3 separate regions of the Oryctolagus cuniculus genome follow, and all the other regions are linked to region 2. A link is a contact called in public Hi-C and Micro-C data. All regions are on one chromosome and are shown on one strand. The core of a region is the stretch at or near the end of the contact, and the rest is flanking DNA. Distances in the headings are between cores, read along the strand shown.

Evidence for each region. Hi-C and Micro-C count contacts between places; a contact is called where the count stands out from the background.
Region 1: a Hi-C map of skin fibroblasts shows a contact between it and region 2, with 11 times the contacts expected there. The contact joins two enhancer-like sites. A contact is called at or near these places in 2 of 6 Hi-C or Micro-C datasets (skin fibroblasts and an unstated tissue).
Region 3: a contact with region 2 is called in a Micro-C map of ear pinna, with 5 times the contacts expected there. The contact joins the promoter of IRF2BP2 here to the enhancer-like site in region 2. A contact is called at or near these places in 3 of 6 Hi-C or Micro-C datasets (ear pinna, skin fibroblasts and an unstated tissue).

The regions. Positions count from the first base shown.
Region 1 is chr13:54,260,479-54,263,220 of mOryCun1.1, reverse strand. All of the region lies in intron 1 of LOC103350930 (a long non-coding RNA gene), which reads left to right. Among named protein-coding and RNA genes, the nearest start is that of TOMM20, 140 kb to the left of the region's middle. Within about 2 kb of position 1,365, at least 4 of the 8 cell types and tissues checked have an H3K27ac peak or open chromatin away from gene starts, as enhancers often do.
Region 2 is chr13:54,069,135-54,071,834 of mOryCun1.1, reverse strand. No RefSeq gene overlaps it. Among named protein-coding and RNA genes, the nearest start is that of IRF2BP2, 160 kb to the right of the region's middle. Within about 2 kb of position 1,329, at least 5 of the 8 cell types and tissues checked have an H3K27ac peak or open chromatin away from gene starts, as enhancers often do. A contact at or near this core is called in ear pinna, where this site is marked.
Region 3 is chr13:53,907,230-53,909,929 of mOryCun1.1, reverse strand. IRF2BP2 (interferon regulatory factor 2 binding protein 2) reads left to right here and starts at 1,411. Exons shown (of 2, transcript XM_008268248.3): 1 at 1,411-2,700. The coding sequence starts at 2,112.

The sequences.
Region 1 (2,742 bases), core at 116-2,615, 190 kb before region 2:
ATCCATCTCAACATTTCTGTACCTGTAGATTTATTGGAATGCAGAAAAAAAATAAGATAAACAAAATACCCATGTGTGCAGTCTGAGAGCAGGTTCCTTTTTGGAAGGTGTGTGTGTGTGTGCGTGCATGTGTGTGTGTGTGTTTTGATGAGCTAAGTGTTGATTCTAACCCGAAAAGACTGAAAAGTGTGAGATTAGATAAGTGTCTGCTAGATACATTATTGCCATGTGGGTTCTGTGCTCAGAGGTCACTGGTCGTAGCTGCAGAATAAAGTTCACCAGTTGTTGATCTTCCCTCTGATTGGGCACTCACTGAAAGCAGAATGTGAACGATCTTCCGGAAGCCCTTTGTCAACTTCAGGTCTGCCTCATGACGCTGGAGTTTCCAGCAAGGGCACGCATGAAGAAGTCTGCAGGCATTGCTTGAGCAACGCCAAGTGGCCACTGGCCAGGGGAGAAGTTAAACCAGGAGATGGCTATCAGGGGCAGTTGTTAGATTTGGCACATCTTTCCCGAGCTGCTGAGCTGAGCAGGAAAGAGGGAAGGCTGTTTGTGGATTTATCACATCAGTTCTATAATGCACCCTTTCATCTGAACCTTTCTCTTTGCCCAAGAGTGAAGCAAGTCTGACTTGCATACCATGGAGGATTTACATTGGACGCTTTGCTGCTTCCGCCCACACCCCCATGGAGCCCTCCACTTACAATTTTCCACATTGATTTTCCTGAAGCCTGGACAGTAGCCTTTTAGGTGGTTTGGGATGTCTTCTGGTTGTACTTAAATTTTTCCAACAGATTTTCAGCACATCCTATAATAAATAAGAATAGCTTCCTGTGAACTGTGGTGACTTCTCATACTACCTTTGCAAGTGTGTGTGTGTGTGCATATGCATGAAAAATGGCCTGACCCTCCAATGACTGCAAAACTGTCTCACTTGAACATCCTTTGCTGTGGTCATCTTGCCTTCGGGTCGTCAAATAAAGTGGTGTTTGGGTCGCATCTAGCGCAGATACTTTAACCGTAAAGCTTAATGTATAACTAGCATTTTTTTTCCTTCTGTGTCAGCAGTTGGCAGCACAATACTGTAAATAAGGATTCTGGTGAGTAAGTGGACATCTGTGGAGCCTGGGGATGGGAAGGCTGGGGTAAGCAGTTTTGAAATTCATGCCAGTGGTTGCTGCAAGTGATAAGATAATTTGAGTAACCCGTAAGACCTGTGGATTCACAGGTTTCAAAAACAGGAAAGTCTCTTGTTTAAAAACCCTCTAAAGCAACATGTGGGCTTAGAAGAGAAGCTGGCTTGTGGTTTGGTGATTGTACTTCCTTATTGATATAATGGCCGCTGACGAAAGGCCTCCCGGGATTGCAGGGCTGCGACCGCAGGCCCGACAGTTACCCTGACGGGTTCTGAAACAGACCGGGGCTTTCTGGACAGATGAGAAGTCTAAAAATTTCCCTTTTCATTTCCTCTCTTGTGTGACTTTGTCATTTTTTTTTTTTTGAAAAACTGGTAACAGAAAAGGGAATTTTGCCCATGCTTTTAAGGAGTTGGTCTTTGACTAGCTCTCCCCCTCCCCCGGAACCACCCCCTACTCCTTCAAAATCTCTCTGAAAAGCCCAATCTAAAACAATAAATCAGCCATTGCAGATCTCTCAGTGGGTCTATGTTTGATTAATTGGCTTTTAGGCGGGATTCATAACAAGCAAATCTTTTAAAATGGTATGACTTACTTTCATTTATTTATTTATTTATTTGAGAGGGAGAGAGAGAGCCAGAGAGAGAGAGAGAGAGGACATTTCCATCTGCTGCTTAACCCTCCAGTTGCCCGCAGTGGCTGGGGCTGGGTCAGGGCTACATCCAGGAGCCAGGAACTCAATCCAAGTCTTCCATGTGGATGGCAAGAACCCAATTATTTGAGCCATTCCTGGCTCCCTCCCAGGGCCTGCATGGGCAGGAAGCTAGAATCTAGAGCCAGAGCTGGGAATCAAATGCAGGCACTCTGATGTGGGAGGCAGGCATCCTAACTGCTAGGCTAACCGCCCACTCCCATAAAATGGTATGATTTTTAAGAAACATTCTGTGACCTCCATATCTTTGGCGTCCGGGTGTTTAAAGCCCAGGTAAAAGCTGTGTCCTTCTGGAAACCTAATCCTCTCTTAGCCAACTGGGATCTCTTTTGGGCACATGCTCCCAGGAGGCATGCTTGAGTTCCTGCCTAAGTGAAAACAGATGCCATTCCTGTGTGACACAGCGAACTGGCCACAGCACAGAAAGTTCCTCTGGCTCGAGGAGTGGGGGCTGTCTCAGGCCCTGAAAACATCTGCATCAGGCTAAACTTGAGAAAGGGCCCCTGTGTTCCTATCTGCCTGCAGAGGATGCCTGGGTGACAGCCAGTGGCTGAATCTGCCTTCAGGCAGCTGCTGGTCTTCTCTCCCTCCAGGAAAAAATAGGGCAAGAAGGCAGAACCTGCTTCCAGGCCACAATTCCTCTGGGGAGCATTGTCCCTGCAGGCTTTGCTCCCATCTTGCATACGTGTACTTAAGTGTCATTTATGCTGTTTGGCCTAGCCTGGGAGTTCCTTTTATTTTTGGTGAATTCAAAGAAGATACCATTTGGAAGAAGGACACATATCAGTGCTCTAGAAGATTCCTAGATGAACTCACTGACTGTGACCAAATGATCCCATCTCACCAGTTCCTCTGTCTTGGCCCTGATGATCTGCAACTCAAAACCATGGGTTG
Region 2 (2,700 bases), core at 80-2,579:
ATGGGGTTATCCTTTATGTGTCCTGTGTGCTGCCTGTGTGACTGATTCCAGATGCTCCAGACTGATTCCAGAATTGCCTGGGCTGTGCTGGGGGCCCCCCTACAGTCCTTGCACAATGCACTCTGAAATGTGCTTGTTTCTTGATAACCCCCTCCAAGATTATCTGACGCCACCAGCAATCTGATCTCTTCTGGAGCTGCTTATTAACACTCAAGGATTTTATTCCACCCGCGAATTCTTTTGGGTCTGCTCGGGTTGGGAGGCAGCTGACATCTGGAACAGTAGAAGTGCTACAGAATAATTTGGGAGGCTTTTGTGGCTCATGCTGCTCCCAACTGGTTCAGGAGTCCCTAACACATCACGGGACTGCAAATGCTCAAGGCTGGGCTTCCATGTCCCAGACGACTTCATCTCTGGAAGAAAACTGTCAGAAATAGCAAACACATTCCAGCATAAAATGGAGTGGCCCATGAGTCCACGCCCTCCCACGTCACCCGCTGGTTCTATGCGGGGGGGGTGGGGGGGCTTCTGGAGACATCCCTTAGCACAGAGGTGCTGGATGCCAGTCTTCCCTTGAGGCCCTGGGTGCCAGGCCATTGTTGTGGCCTCCCTTTGGGGTCTCACCCTCTTCAGAAGCTCCAAGTACCCACAGATCTTTAGCAACCTCCCTGGAGCCTCCTTCCTTCACCAAACAAGGTTAGCATGTATAACTTCTTTCATTGCAACATCTGGCTTGTTCCCCCAAGCCTCCCCTGCCCCCACTCCCCTCTTTAACCTTTCATCTAAAGCCATTTTGGTTCAGTTCAATTGCCTCCCCTTCTCTCCAACGTGTTCCTTTGGCTTTCAGAGGTACAGAACAGAGGGGAGCAAGAGGCCTCATCGCTCACAAGGCGATGACTTGGCTTAGAAGTGAAAGCACTGGCTGGGCCTTGCCTCCTTTACTTCTTGCTGGCCACAGAGCCGCAAGTCTGGGTCCCCAGTGAGCCGCCCCAGGACATCTTGTGGCACCATCTGCCGGCACCCCCTCACCAACCGCACCTCCCCCCCCCAACCCAGGGCTCCAATTACTTTTGTTGTTTTTAAAAAGTTTGTGTTGGTTTTATGCATTCCCTAGCTCAGTCTGCTTGCATAAAAGCAAAGCCGGGGCAGGGAGAGCGAACAAAGAGAGCCTGGCGCACTGCTTCGGGGCTGCACATGTGCAGAGGCCTCACCGAGGAGGGCCCTGGGTGCCGGCCGGAGTTCCTTAAGAAGCATCTGCAAGCTTCTCTGTGGCCTCGGGGTTTAAAATACCCACACTTCCTGCTCCTCCGAGAGCGGGTATGCACAGAATGTGAGTGACTCACCAGCGGTGGTTTGAAATGTGCGTGTCCTAAGGAGGCAGCATCAAAAGCCCATCCTGCTTCAGATGGTATTTTTTCCACTCTCAGCTATGCAGTGCTAGAAAAGCTGAATGCTTAAAACCAGTGTTTGTTTTGAGTGCAGAAAGTGAAGTACGAATTAATTGTGCTGTAGCAAGTAAAAACTGAACCCGTGAGGGGAAGAAAAAAAAAAAAAGCAACAACGTGTAAACAGTGTGGAGATTGAGTTTCAAAGCCCTTGGTTTTCAAAAAGTTTGATGATATTTCGACCAACGCCAAACTGTCAAAACATGGGAGGGCAATCCACTGGCTTGGAGAATGCATTTGCCTTCTTATATAAAAAGCCACAAATTGATATCCAGGAAGAAACCCGAGCTGGAGGTGGGGCCGGGTGTAGGAAGGGGGCGGCTCTTAAACTGGCTCCAGTGCCCACTTCCCCATCCTCCACATGTGATTCTTCAGCTCAGCTCTGTGAAGTGGGAAATCAGAGAACAAAAGTATGAAACTCTCTGGGCACCCCACATGTGGGTGTTTAAGCTCCCAGGCCGGGGCACTGGAATGTGGCTTCCGTAAGAGCAGGGCAGGTGGAGAAACTCCCAGTCTCAGGGCCGGTCACCAAGACCAGCAGGCCGCGTGCTCTGTCTTCTGGGAATCACGCGATACGCCCGGGCTGCCCCCAGGATCGGCTGACGCCTGGCTCCCGGCCCGGCTGGTTTCCAGGCTGCGTCTCTTTTCCCAGCCTCCACCCAGCCACATCCTCCGAAAAGGGACCCTCAGTGGCTGACACTTGGCACTCCTGACCTCAGCTGCCGTTCCTGCCTCTGCCTCAGCGATGCCTTGGACCATTCCAGCGTCCAGGGCAGAGAGTCTCAATCGTGTTCTTTTGATGCCTGGGGCTTCTCCATTATTCTCTTTATTTTTTTTAAAGATTTATTTATTTTTTTGGAAGTCAGAGTTAACACACACAGAGAAGGAGAGGCAGAGAGAGAGAGAGAGAGAGAGAGAGAGAGGTCTTCCACCTGCTGGTTCACTCCCCAGTTGGCCACAACAGCCGGAGCTGCACCAATCTGAAGCCAGGAGCCAGGAGCTTCCTCTGGGTCTCCCACGTGGGTGCAGGGGCCCAAGGACTTGGGCCATCTTCTACTGCTCTCTCAGGCCATAGCAGAGAGCTGGGTCGGAAGTGGAGCAACCAGGACTCAAACTGGCGCCCACATGGGATGCCGGCACTGCAGGTAATGGCTTTACCTGCTATGCCACAGCGCCAGCCCCTCCATTATTCTTAAACCGATCTCAAATAACATGAAGCTTGTACTACATGAAGGATAGCAAACATCAAGCCAGA
Region 3 (2,700 bases), core at 162-2,661, 160 kb after region 2:
GCTCCAGAGACCGCTCTGACAAAGCAGCAACGTCAAAGTCCCAGCCGACAGCGCCCAAGCCCGCGCCTCAGCAGGACCAACGACCAACCCAGAGATTTACCACAACACACACCAGCTCCTCCTCCCGATAAAAGTGGGAACCTCACGCGCTCATTCAATAGGGGCAGTCTGGCTGCCCACGGCGTAAGACAGGCGCGGGCCCGACCGGCAGGGCTTTGGGGCCGCACCCCGTCTTCCCGCCAGGCAGGTCTGCACCCACCACGGTTAGGGCCGGACTGGGTGGCGCAGAGGGCGCAGGGCCGCCCCCTCCCGAGGCCCGCCCTGCGCCACGGCCGCGACCGAGCCAGCCAGCCGGTCGCCCCCAGCGCCCGCGGGGACCCATCGAGGCGAGCAGGCCGCGCGCCCCGACCGCGCCAGCGCCACCCGCCACCTCGAGTCCAAGTTCGGGCCCGGGGGGGCGGGGCCGGAGGCCCCGAGGGCCTGCCGGGGGCGGAGCCTGCGCCGTGACGTGACGCGCCGCGCCTCGCTGGCCGTAGACCCCGGATCCCTGGAATGTGCATTCGTTCAATGAGGCCCCCGTGCCAGCGGCGGCGAGGCACGTTCGCGCGGAGCGTGCGCACTGGCGGCGGCGGGGGCCTGCGGCCCGCAGCCCTGCGCCCACGTCACGCGCTCGCCGCGCGGACCTACATAAGGCGGCCGGGGCGGCGGGCGCGGCCAGGGCTCCGCTCAGAGGGCGGGCCGACGGGAGGTCTTGGTGTTCTCGAGCTCCCGGTCTGGACCGCGCTCCCTTTCCTTACGGAGGGCTCCGTGGAAAGCGCGCGAGCCAGCTGGCGGCATGACGACACCGTGCTGTGCTTGGGAACAGCAGACTCTCCTGAGTTTGTGAAACCTGAAGGGCCTGGCGGCGCGCGTGTCCGTCCTAGGGCAAATGCAAGTGCAAAGCATTCCTGAGCGATTCTGTGCTCACGTGTCCAACATTTGGCTTTCAACTCCTCAAAAACCCAAAACTGTGAAGCACGCCAGACCTAAACTCTCCATCAAGCGTCTGACAGAAACCAAGTTACAAAGTGGCCTTGCCTTTATTATTATTATTATTTATTAGTTTTAGCTCGACTCGACAGAAAGGACAAGCACAGGGAAACCAAATCCCGACTGAGGAGTCTGTAGAGCCGAGGAAACAGGGCAAACATCCCCATGGAGCAGCGTGCTCACGTCAGGGACGCCGGCCGCTCACTGGAGGCGGCGCGGACCCGCGGAGCCGGCTCTCCCGGCCGCGTCCCTGCGCGCGGGGCGGGGGGGGGGGGGCGGCGAGGGAAAGCGCGTGCGCGTGCGCGCGGGAGGGCGGGCGCGCGCGCCAGGGGAGGGGGCCCGCGCAGGCGCCGTGCGAGGCTGTCGAAGAATCAAGTCTGTAGAAGTGGAGCGGCCGCGGCGAGCAGCAGCAGCGACAACCTAGGCGGCGGAGCTGAGGCGGGCTAGGCGCTGACGCGGGCGCTGGAGAGCAGCGACGCCAGGAGCTGTGAGAGAGCGGCAGAGCGACCCGGGGCCCGCGCCGCGCCCGAGCTTCACGCCGCTCGGCCACCGCCGCCGCCTCGGCGCGGCATGCCCCGCCGCTCGGGCTGAGCCTGCTCCGGCGGCCGCCCCCCGGCCCCGGCCCCCGCCCCCCCCGCGTCCTCCCCGCCCCCCGCCCCGCACTCCGTGCCGGCCACCGCCGCCGCCGCGACCTGCTGCGCTTCCCCGCGTCCGCGCGGCCCGTCTTCGCCCCGGTCTGGAGGCCCGCCGCGGCCCCGGCCGAGCCCCCGCCGCGCCGCCCCGCCGCGCCGCCCGCCCGCGCCCGCCACCGCGCCGGCCGGGGGGACCTGCTGCCGCGGCTGCAGCCCCTCGCGCCGCGCCCGCCGCCCCTCGTGCACCGGGGGCGCTGCGCGGGCGCCGAGCCTTCGCGGGCTTTGCCGCCGCCGCCGCCGCCTCTGCGGCCGCCGCCGCCACTGGTGGGGGAGACGCGGGGTTGGGGGGGGAGGAGGGCTCGCGCGGTGCCGGCGGGGGGCGGCGGGGCCCCCTCCTCCTCCTCCACCTCCACCTCCTCCTCCTCCCCCGGCGCCGCGGGCTCCTCGGACATGGCCGCGGCGGTGGCGGTGGCGGCCGCGTCCCGGCGGCAGTCGTGCTACCTGTGTGACCTGCCCCGCATGCCCTGGGCCATGATCTGGGACTTCACCGAGCCCGTGTGCCGCGGCTGCGTCAACTACGAGGGCGCCGACCGCGTCGAGTTCGTCATCGAGACGGCGCGGCAGCTCAAGCGGGCGCACGGCTGCTTCCCGGAGGGCCGCTCCCCGCCCGGCGCCGCGGCCCCGGCCGCCGCCAAGCCGCCGCCGCTCTCGGCCAAGGACATCCTCCTGCAGCAGCAGCAGCAGCAGCAGCTCGGCCACGGCGGCCCCGAGGCGGCCCCTCGCGCAGCGCAGGCCCTGGAGCGCTACCCTCTGGCGGCCGCGGCGGAGCGACCTCCGCGCCTCGGCTCCGACTTCGGCGGCAGCCGCCCGGCTGCGGGCCTGGCCCAGCCTCCGACGCCGCAGCCGCCGCCTGTGAACGGCATCCTGGTGCCCAACGGCTTCTCCAAGCTGGAGGAGCCGCCCGAGCTGAACCGCCAGAGCCCGAACGCGCGACGCGGCCACACCGTGCCGCCCACCCTGGTGCCGCTTATGAACGGCT